Linked DNA regions of Rattus norvegicus: region 2 is linked to region 1. The links are chromatin contacts, called in public Hi-C maps. All regions are on one chromosome and are shown on one strand. Each heading gives the region's core, a stretch centred on a gene start, on an enhancer-like site or on the middle of the called end of the contact. The rest is flanking DNA. Distances are from core to core; before and after follow the strand shown. Region 1 overlaps Nrf1 (nuclear respiratory factor 1). Region 2 has its middle 40 kb from the start of Mir183.

Evidence for each region. A called contact is a pair of places that touch in the nucleus more often than the background predicts.
Region 2: a contact with region 1 is called in a Hi-C map of kidney, with 4 times the contacts expected there. The contact joins two enhancer-like sites. A contact is called at or near these places in 3 of 12 Hi-C or Micro-C datasets (Schwann cells, kidney and liver).

Annotation. Positions count from the first base shown.
Region 1 is chr4:59,704,425-59,708,869 of GRCr8, reverse strand. Nrf1 (nuclear respiratory factor 1) reads right to left here. Exons shown (of 12, transcript NM_001100708.1): 10 at 3,039-3,196. Among named protein-coding and RNA genes, the nearest start is that of Mir182, 46 kb to the left of the region's middle. Within about 2 kb of position 2,444, at least 3 of the 93 cell types and tissues checked have an H3K27ac peak or open chromatin away from gene starts, as enhancers often do. A contact at or near this core is called in kidney, where this site is marked.
Region 2 is chr4:59,793,289-59,798,173 of GRCr8, reverse strand. No RefSeq gene overlaps it. Among named protein-coding and RNA genes, the nearest start is that of Mir183, 40 kb to the right of the region's middle. Within about 2 kb of position 3,338, at least 6 of the 93 cell types and tissues checked have an H3K27ac peak or open chromatin away from gene starts, as enhancers often do. A contact at or near this core is called in kidney, where this site is marked.

The DNA of each region.
Region 1 (4,445 bases), core at 1,195-3,694:
CTGCCCTGGGGGACTTGAGCCGTATCTTTGCAGGAGGGTCTGTAAGTAGAGAAGGTCCCAGCCAATGAAGCCGAGTGTCAAACTCATCGGCTGTGTTGGCACTGCCTCCTCTCCCTGCTGCTTGGCTTGCTTGGGTTTTGTTTTTGTGTGTGATGTTCTCCTCCTTATTTGTTCACATGATTCCCCTTCCTGCCTCTTTTCTAAAAGTGCCAGCTTATTCTTTATTTTATTTTATGCATTAAAATGAACACCCATTTCGGTTTCTATTACTGTTAACTCTTGCATGATACCCCCTCTGGGTTATTATGAAGCCAGGGTGGGCTACGGCTGTGCAGCTCTGGATCCTGTCCTGACTGAAAAACTCTTACAGCATAGCTGAAAAGCAGGTCTGTCCTGCAGCTGCCCCCTCCCCTCTAGTGGATGAAGGAGCCCTGTGCCTCCTCAGGCCCCACCTGCCTTTCCCCACAGCCTGCTTTTCCTTCCTCACTCTGCACTCACATCTGCTGTTTACGGTGCAGTAGAGGTGCAGGTGGTTATTAGAGAACCATGCTTGGTCCATCTGTACGTGAAACAGACTAGGGCAGATTATGGAATCATTTTGTTACCACAGTAACAGTGTTCTCAGTAACAGGACTTCCAACAATGAATTTTGATGGGACAAAGGGGTCCCCATATCGCATGTACAATGACTCCTCAGTACGGGGTTGTCTGAGACCCAACCCTTCCGACGAAGTGTTCAATTCACCTGTGGGTCTCAGCTAGCTTTGCTCCCAGGCTTGGCTTCTGGCGGAAGTGGCAAGACATCACCCTAGGACTCACTGGGGCATTGGACTATCTGATTGCAAACAGATTTCAACATCTCTCTTCTCCTCCTTCAAGCCACAGTGACCCACACCCTCCTTTCTGGAGTAAACACTGCAGCTGCATCTCAGTTTTGTTAACAAGCCCTCAGGGGATACCATTATGCTCACTGCCTTTAGAAATAAACTCTATCCTCACAGCAAAGGGAACCAGAATATGCCTCAGATTTTCCACTATGTGCAGGGGTCCCAGGATACTACACTTCACTGGGAATCAAGGTGTCGGTTCTAAGTTCTGGTTTTGTTGTCCTTTAGTGACGGCTTACTACTTATTACTTTAGACCCAAAGAAACAGTAAGGGGACACCAGGCTGAAGGCAGGGGGTTTTCCCTCTGAGCCTTTAGGAAACTCATCTGAGTACCTTGAAGGAAGGAGTGGAAGAACGCTAACCTGTTAAGAGCAGTTAAATTTCCACGATTCTGAAAAGCACACATCAGTGGCCCCAGGACACAGTAAATCTGAGAGGACTAGAGTGAATGCGTGCCTGTGTCTCCGTCTTAAGAGTCTGACCAACCAGTCGTAGCCATGACTTCCTTCAAAATCAATGGCTTCAAAGGTTTTAAGCAGACCTGGGCTCGGGTATGCCTTGTCCTATCTGGTTTTATAGTTATATCCCACTATAATCAATTCTAATAGAGGCCTCACACAGGTCAGCCTCCCCAATTGATCTTAGTCCCTAGCCCTTTGCTGTATAATTTAAATACCATGAGCATGGTGGCTCACACCTACATTCCCAGTACTCAAGAGACTTTAAGACAAGAAGATCATCACACGTTCAAGGCAAGTGTGGGATATAGAGTGAGTTCTATGTCGACCTAGGGTATAGAGTGAGACTCCTTGGAAAGAAAGCGGCTTAAGAGAGGGAGGGAGGAAGGGAAAGGGAGAAATGAAGGAAGGGTGGAAGGAAGAGAAGAAATGAGGAAGACAGACTTAATTCCCTGAGTGTTAACATGAGCAGGTGCCTCTAAGAATGTCATCCACATTGTATTACTGGGTTTTTGAGTCTGTTCATGGCTAACCAAGAGTTTAGCTGGGATTCAAACCAGAAATCTATGTGACCTTGGAACCCCCTTCTCAAACAACACACTGTACAGTCTCATACAGAGCACTGCATCTATGCTCTCCAGCCACCTGTCCCTACCAATCTAAACTTTTTTTTTTTTTTTTTGGTTCTTTTTTTTCGGAGCTGGGGACCGAACCCAGGGCCTTGCGCTTCCTAGGCAAGCGCTCTACCACTGAGCTAAATCCCCAACCCCCCAATCTAAACTTTTAAAAAAGCAGTTTAACAACAAAAAAGTTCCCTCCAATCTACACTTTACCTGACTTTTGAATTCCTCTCTCTGGATTTCTACAATGTTCATGCTAACAACTGTTAGGTGGTTCACTGAAATTAAGTCTCCCCAGGTACGAGGAGGGTTTGACAGCAGAGACTGTGCTGCAACACTCCACCCTGCTCCGCTCTCACAGGAAGAGTGCTGGCCTGCCGTAGAGGTCAAGGTCCACGTGAGCCTAAGGACCGACTGCACACAGTGGTCAGCAGCAGCCCTGACCACACGCTAGGCCTCACCCGCAGTGACGTCTTCAGTTCTTACAATGCCTCCTCAAGGCAGGGAGAGGCATTACAGTCGGTCTACCGAAAGCCTGGGCACCGAGTTTACTCAAGGTCAGCCAGCCAGCAAGTGCAGGGGCAGAGTGACTTTAAGGTCTCTGTTCTTAATGATTAATAAAAATTCCTTGGGTTCGGTCCCCAGCTCCGAAAAAAAGAACCAAAAAACAAAAAAAAAAAACAAAACAAAACAAAAAAAAAGAACAATAGGGTGATGATCTTTCCTGTCAACAATCAGTAGGAAGTGGCCAGAAGGGAACATGTATGCTGCTTTGGAAAAGGCCTCTCTCTCTTTCTGCAGTGTGCCCTTTCTAGATATTCTTCCAAAGAAAGGGTTTAATTTTTCTTGGTGGGGGCTGGCTAGAAATCAAAGTATCATAGTTCAGTATTGGAATGTCTGCCTGACATGCATGAAGCCCGAGGGAGCTCCGTCCCCAGGACTGAAGACAACAACCCAGTCGACAGTGTCTTATGAGCCAGAGCTGTATCCCTGTCGGCTGTGACTGAGGAGGAATGCGGTGGCTTTCTTAGGACAGTCCTGCAGTCCCATTCTTCCCCACCCCTGCCTCCACCTGTTAAGGGCCATGGTGACAGTGGCTCCCTGTTGCATCTCCTGAGAAGCGGCCACTGCGGCCTCTGCCAGTGATGCCACTGCCTGGGTGGCCTCTGATGCTTGCGTCGTCTGGATGGTCATTTCACCGCCCTGTAATGTGGCCCAATTTTGTTCCACCTGAGGCAGAAAGAACAAGGACAGTCAAAAGTCAAAACATAACATCACTATGTTCTTAGCCAAATGAACGCACACAACATGGCCTATAATGTATAGGGAGAGTTTCAGCATGCTATTCTCTGTGCAAAAAGGGGGACTATTTGAATTTCCATTTGAATTTGAGCGTGTCTATGTCAAGCAGCTCTGGAAGCACATAAGAGAAATCACTGAAAATACTTTCTTGAGACAAGTACGGCAACACATGCCTGTCTCAGCCCTTGGGGTCCCTCCCATTCCCAAGCCAGCCTGGCCTACAGAGCCAGACTGTGTCAAGAGAGACAGGGAGGGAACGAGGCAGGGAAGGATGGATGGAGGAAGGGGTGGGGAAAGAAACAAAGAAACTTGTTGGGTTTGGACGGGAGGCAGAGGGCAGATTGGCAGCACCTGCTTCTAAGCACTGCTTTCCTTGGCCGTGTTGCTTGAGCCTCTGTCACCCCTCCTTCCTGTGTGTAACTGTGTGTGCACTTGTACGCTACCATGTTCCAAAGAGAAGGCTAAGCCCAAGAGGTAGCTATTCAGAAGAAGTCCTACTGCCTTGCTGAGAGAAACTCACTGTGCTCAGGCCCTTTAAATGGTGGCCCCTCTTATGTCTGGTTAGAACAGGTCACTGTAGCCATCCCCGAATCCTTTGCATTTGCTTGCTTCCCTCTGGTCTGAGCTCAGGCTCATTACTCCTCTGAAAACACTCAGAAGCAGATCCCTTGCACTGCACCCTGGTCCCCTCTTCCCTTCCTGCTGCTGCTCAATGAATGGTTGCCATGGGTTTCCCACCCTCCCTGTGTGGTCCCTTAGGGACAGGAATAGTTTATTGTTCAGTATGGACAGCAGAGATTGGCACAGGGGTCCAGAGAGTTCATGGAATGTGCGGATGGAGAACGTGCTCCATGTTCTCCTACTTGCTATTGAACCTGTCTATATTCAGCAGGATTGATATTCATTAAAAACCTAGGAGAATGTGTCGTATAATTTCAAACCCATCACACGTGCTGGTGCCTCACTCTAAGCTCACATCTTTGATGTCTCTGTACTTCGGTGCTTGTTTTCCTTTGTCCAGCAGAGTTATCATCATCATCATCAGATATTCAAATCTCTGATGTCTAATGCATTCAACATGACTAAAACCAACCGATGGTCCAAAGTACAACAGAATTAAAAACAATTTTTTTTTGAGACAATATTTGTTAGACTAGGCTGGCCTTAAACTCACTGA
Region 2 (4,885 bases), core at 2,089-4,588, 88 kb before region 1:
TACTGGCTGCTCTTCCAGGGGTCCTGAGTCTTGTTTTCCATCACCCACATAGTGACTCGAAGCCACCCATTACTACAGTTTCAGGAGGTCTATGCCTTCTTCTGTCACCTACCTGCACCAGGCACACAAATAAATGATGCACATAACTATGCAGGCAAAAGCACTCATGCATAAAATAGAATGTTTGTTTGTTTGTTTGTTTGTTTGGAGACAGAGTTTTTCTGCCCAGCGTTGGTTAACCTGGAATTCGATCTGTAGACCAGGCTGGCGTTGATCTCTCAAGAGATCTAACTGCCTCTGCCTCCCAGAAGTTTTGTTATTGTTTTTACCAAAATAAAGTTTTGCAGAAAAAAAGTACAGTGTTGTTTTAAGATCTAATTAATGAGTGTAAACCGTGAAAAAAAAAAATGCAGTACTCTCCCAGAGACAAAGCGCCAAGTGGGGAAGGAGGGGTGAAAAAGAAATTTATGCTCAGCACCAGGAAGCGCTTCCCACCCACCCGCTGCTGAATGGAGGCGCAGTCCTGGAAGCCTCTGTTGGGGTTTTTCCATGTAGAAAGCAAATCCCAGAGCCTTGAATCTTTTGGGGACAATGGAAATACCAGGCAGAGGGACCAGAGGCTCGCGGGGTGGGGGGCTCTGCGGCTCCACCTAGCTGTCTCCTCAGCCTCATCCCTCGGGAGGGGAGGGAGGTGACTTCCAGGATCCGAGAACACCGGCCCCGCCTCGCTTGAGAGCTTGTAGACAGCTCAGATCTCCCAAGAGGGCAGATGCTATGACCCTTGAGCTGCGGGGGCGCCACCTGCTCTCCTGAGTGTACCTCCTCGACTCCGCCGCCAGGGGGCGCGCGGGGCTCGTGCTGCTCCCGGCTCCGCGCCTCGCAAGGGAGAGCCTGGCTGGTGGCACAAAGCGTCCCCATCCTGTGACTACCACACCTGTCCTCTGCACACAGGGCCCCAGCCTGCCAACTGTCAGCCCCGCAGCAGAAAACACCGGAGCAAGGCCGGAGCAGAGAAACCCTCAAGGGCATTCTGTGGGGGAGACTGAGATCGCGACCCCGGCCACTATGCACTATGCACTGCCTTCTCCGTGAGGAAAACCACAGGACTGGGAAGTAAGACTGAAACAGGTGTTAGGTTCCCATCTTTCTGCCTAGTGTCCTCCCATTGTAGCTCTCACTGTCATTTATTCGGAAGGTCATCACAAGGTTCAAGACAGCTACGAGAGCTCCAGAAATCACATCTCAAGTTCTAGTAGGTTGCTGGGTGAAGGGAAGAATGAAGAAGAAGAAAAAAAAAAAGGTGCTTGCTACCAATAAGGAGTCTTCTTGGAAGTCTCAACTCCCACTATATCCCCGAAAACAAACAGAGTCACGTGCCCTGCCCTGAGCTAGGTGTACTTTTCACCAGCTTACATAGTCCTCTACCAAGGCAACGTGTGGACTTCTGTTTTTGGAAACTGATGGAACAAGTTAGCTTTTTGTTTTCCTTTCTTTAATTGCACGTGAACTGGGGCAGGATTATAAGTGTTTATCTAGCAAAAGGACCCCGGTTAGATTCCCAGCACCCACAGGGTGGTGGCCCACAACCATCTGTAACTCCAACCTCGGGTTATCTTGTGGCTTCCATCGACTCCTACATGCATGTGGAATACATACATATACTCAGGGATAATAATACATATTTTTTCTTTTTTTTTTTTTTCAGAGCTGGGGACCGAACCCAGGGCCTTGTGCTTGCTAGGCAAGTGCTCTATCACTGAGCTAAATCCCCAACCCCTAATAATACATATTATAACATGTAAATAGGGGTTGGGGATTTAGCTCAGTGGTAGAGCGCTTGCCTAGGAAGCGCAAGGCCCTGGGTTCGGTCCCCAGCTCCGAAAAAAAAAAAGAACCAAAAAAAAAAAAAATAAATAACATGTAAATATAAGTGTATATCGTCAGGTCTGAAAGCATGGCTCAGTTGGTAAAAGCATCTGTTTCTGAGTCTGAGGACCTGCGTTCACCTCTGGGACCCACAGGGTAGAAGGAGGGAATCAGCTCTGGCAAGTTTGTCCTCTGACTTCACCATTGAAAAGAAACAAAGTAGCTGGGCAGGGTAGGACACACCTGCAATCCCAACACTAGGGAGGCAGAGGCAGGCAGATTTCTGAATTGGAGGCTAGCCTGGTCTACAGAGTGAGTTCCAGAACAGCCAGGGCTACACAGAAAACCTGTCTCAAAAAACCATAATCAGGGGGCTGGGAAGATGGTTAAGAGCACTGACTGCTCTTCCAGAGGTCCTGAGTTCAAATCCCAGCAACCAGATGGTGGCTCACAACCATCTGTAATGAGATCTGATGCCCTCTTCTGGTGTGTCTGAAGACAGTTACAGTATACTCATATATAATAAATATTTAAAAAAACAAAATCAAAACAAACAAAAAAAACGAACCAACATCATGAATGCCCCTTGAGTTGATTATAGTATTCCCACAGCTATTTATTTGGGCTGGGGAAGAGGGTTTTGAGACAGGTCTGTGTATCCCTGGCCGTCCTGGAACTCACTCTGTAGACCAGGCCAACCTCAACCTCAGAAATCCATCAGCCTCTGCTTCCCACGATGTGTGCCTCCATCCCTAGCCACAAGTGATTGTTTTTGTCAAACTTGGTGGTTCACACCTGTAATCCCAACACTCGGGAGGCTGATGCAGGAGGATTGCCACCAGTTCCAGACCAACCTGAGCGGCATGTTCTTCAGGCCTGCTTGGGCTATAGAGTGAGACACTATCTAAAGATGCCGAGTTGAGAACAATTTAAAGTCCTGAAAACACTAAGGTCTTTATTTACACACGGGCGGGCGGGCGGGCGTGCTAACAGTAAGGAATGGGGGATGGGGGGAGGTAGCGTTGTGTGGTTAGAGCCGACAGTGCCCACACCCGGACTGAGAGCAGTCATTTCCAGACTGGCCTGAAGGAGGCGGCCTTTGTCCTGCCTGGAGGACCTCAGGGTGAGCTGGCAGGCCCTAACAAGCAGAGGACCCCTAAGGACAGGGGGCTGGCCCAGCACTGCTGCCAACTGTGCGGCTAGGGGGTGCAGGGCCTGGAAAGGAGCGCATGGCTCAGGACAAGTTGTTCCCCTGCCAGTAATTCACTTACACGGAGCCCCGGAATGAAGACCTCTCCGGCTATAGCTGCACTGCCTGCCCAGCATCTGTTCCCTCCGGTGACAGGGACACAATGCGGTTTGCTCTACTCTCTCTGCCTGCCATGTGGATCCCGGGAGTTCCCTCTCCCTCCCTCCCAAGGAGGTTTTCTACTCTGAGTTCAGAGAATGGCAGAGTGGGGGAAGAGAAGGGCCTTTGGTCCCAGTTGGCAGTGGCCAAGAAGGGCCTGCCTGCAAGCTGCCCCGCCTCTCCCCGGTGGACAGCTGAAGTTTCTCTGCCCTTCGGCCAGCTTTCCGTAGCTTCCTGCCATTTGCAGCCCGTGTTCCTGAGGACCGGGCCTCTTAGTTTTGGTGGGAAATTGGATGACACTCTTATGATTCAGCCCAGTCTCTAAAGGGCACTCGCCCCCAGCCTGGGGACCTGAGTTCAATCCCCTTGATGGGAGAAGAGGAACCTGCTCCTGAAAGCTGACCTCTGACCTCCACACAAGGCCATGCCATGCACACACCCCTCCCCCCACAATGAATACATAAATGTAAATGAGGGACTGTGGCTTATTGAGGCAAAGCCTGTATAATGATGTTGTTGTTATCATTATATTAGAGTACACAAACTGACAAGGGCCAGGTAGGAAGGTCCTTATGCTGAGCTTTAAGAAGATATATACCCAGCCATGGTGGCATAGGTTATACCCAGGAAGCCGAGACAGGGGGATTATTAGTTTTATCAAAACCAGTTTGGGCCACAAGCAAAACTCTTGTCTCAAAACAAGAACAACCAAAGAGACTTTGCTCTGTGTACCCCTAAACTCGTTCTGTAGACCCGACTGACTTAGAACTCTCAAAGATCAAACTACCTCTGTTTTCCAAGTGCTGGGATTAAAGGAGTGTGCCACCACACTGAACTTCCAAAAGACATTTCTCAGGTTACCGAAAAAGCTGGACATGTAGCTCAGTGGTAGAGTATTTGCCTAGGAAATGTACGGCCCTGGCTTTAGCCCCAGCACTGAAATAAATGGGATACATGAATGAGTATAATTAAGACTGTGGTTGGGGGGGCTGGAGAGCTGGCTCAGCAGTTAAGAGCACTGACTGCTCTTCCAGAGGTCCTGAGTTCAATCCCCAGCACCCACTTCTGGTGTATCTGAAGACAGTTACAGTGTACTTATTTAAATAAAAATAATAAATCTTAAAAAAACAAAAAGACTATGGTTGGGACTCAACTGGCATGTATAAGAAAGACCCTGGGTCCGATTCCCAACACAAAGAAAGAAGGGACGTGAGGGAAGAAAAAGGAATCCACACCCAAACTTGGCTCCATGAAATGATCATAAACGTTTAGCTAAGCTAGACTGACGGTGGTGGTTTGACTATGCTCCGCCCATAGGGAGTGGCACTGTTAAGAGACATAGCCTTGTTGAAGGAAGTGCGTCACTGTGGGGGGGGGGCACTCAAGTTCCACCCATTGTGGAAGAGAGCTTCCTGCTAGCTGCCTGAAGATGACCTTCTCTCTCCTGGTTGCCTTCGAATCAAGATGTACAACTCTGAGCTCTCTCCAGCACCATGTTTGCCTGGATGCTGCCATGCTTCCTACTATGATAATGGACTGAACCTCTGAACCTGTAAGCCAGCCCCAATTAAACGCTGTCTCTTCATACCGAGCAAAAAGAGCTCAAGGAAAAGGGGGGGGGGGGGTTAAAAAGCAAAACAAAACAAAACAAAACAAAACAAAAAACAAGAC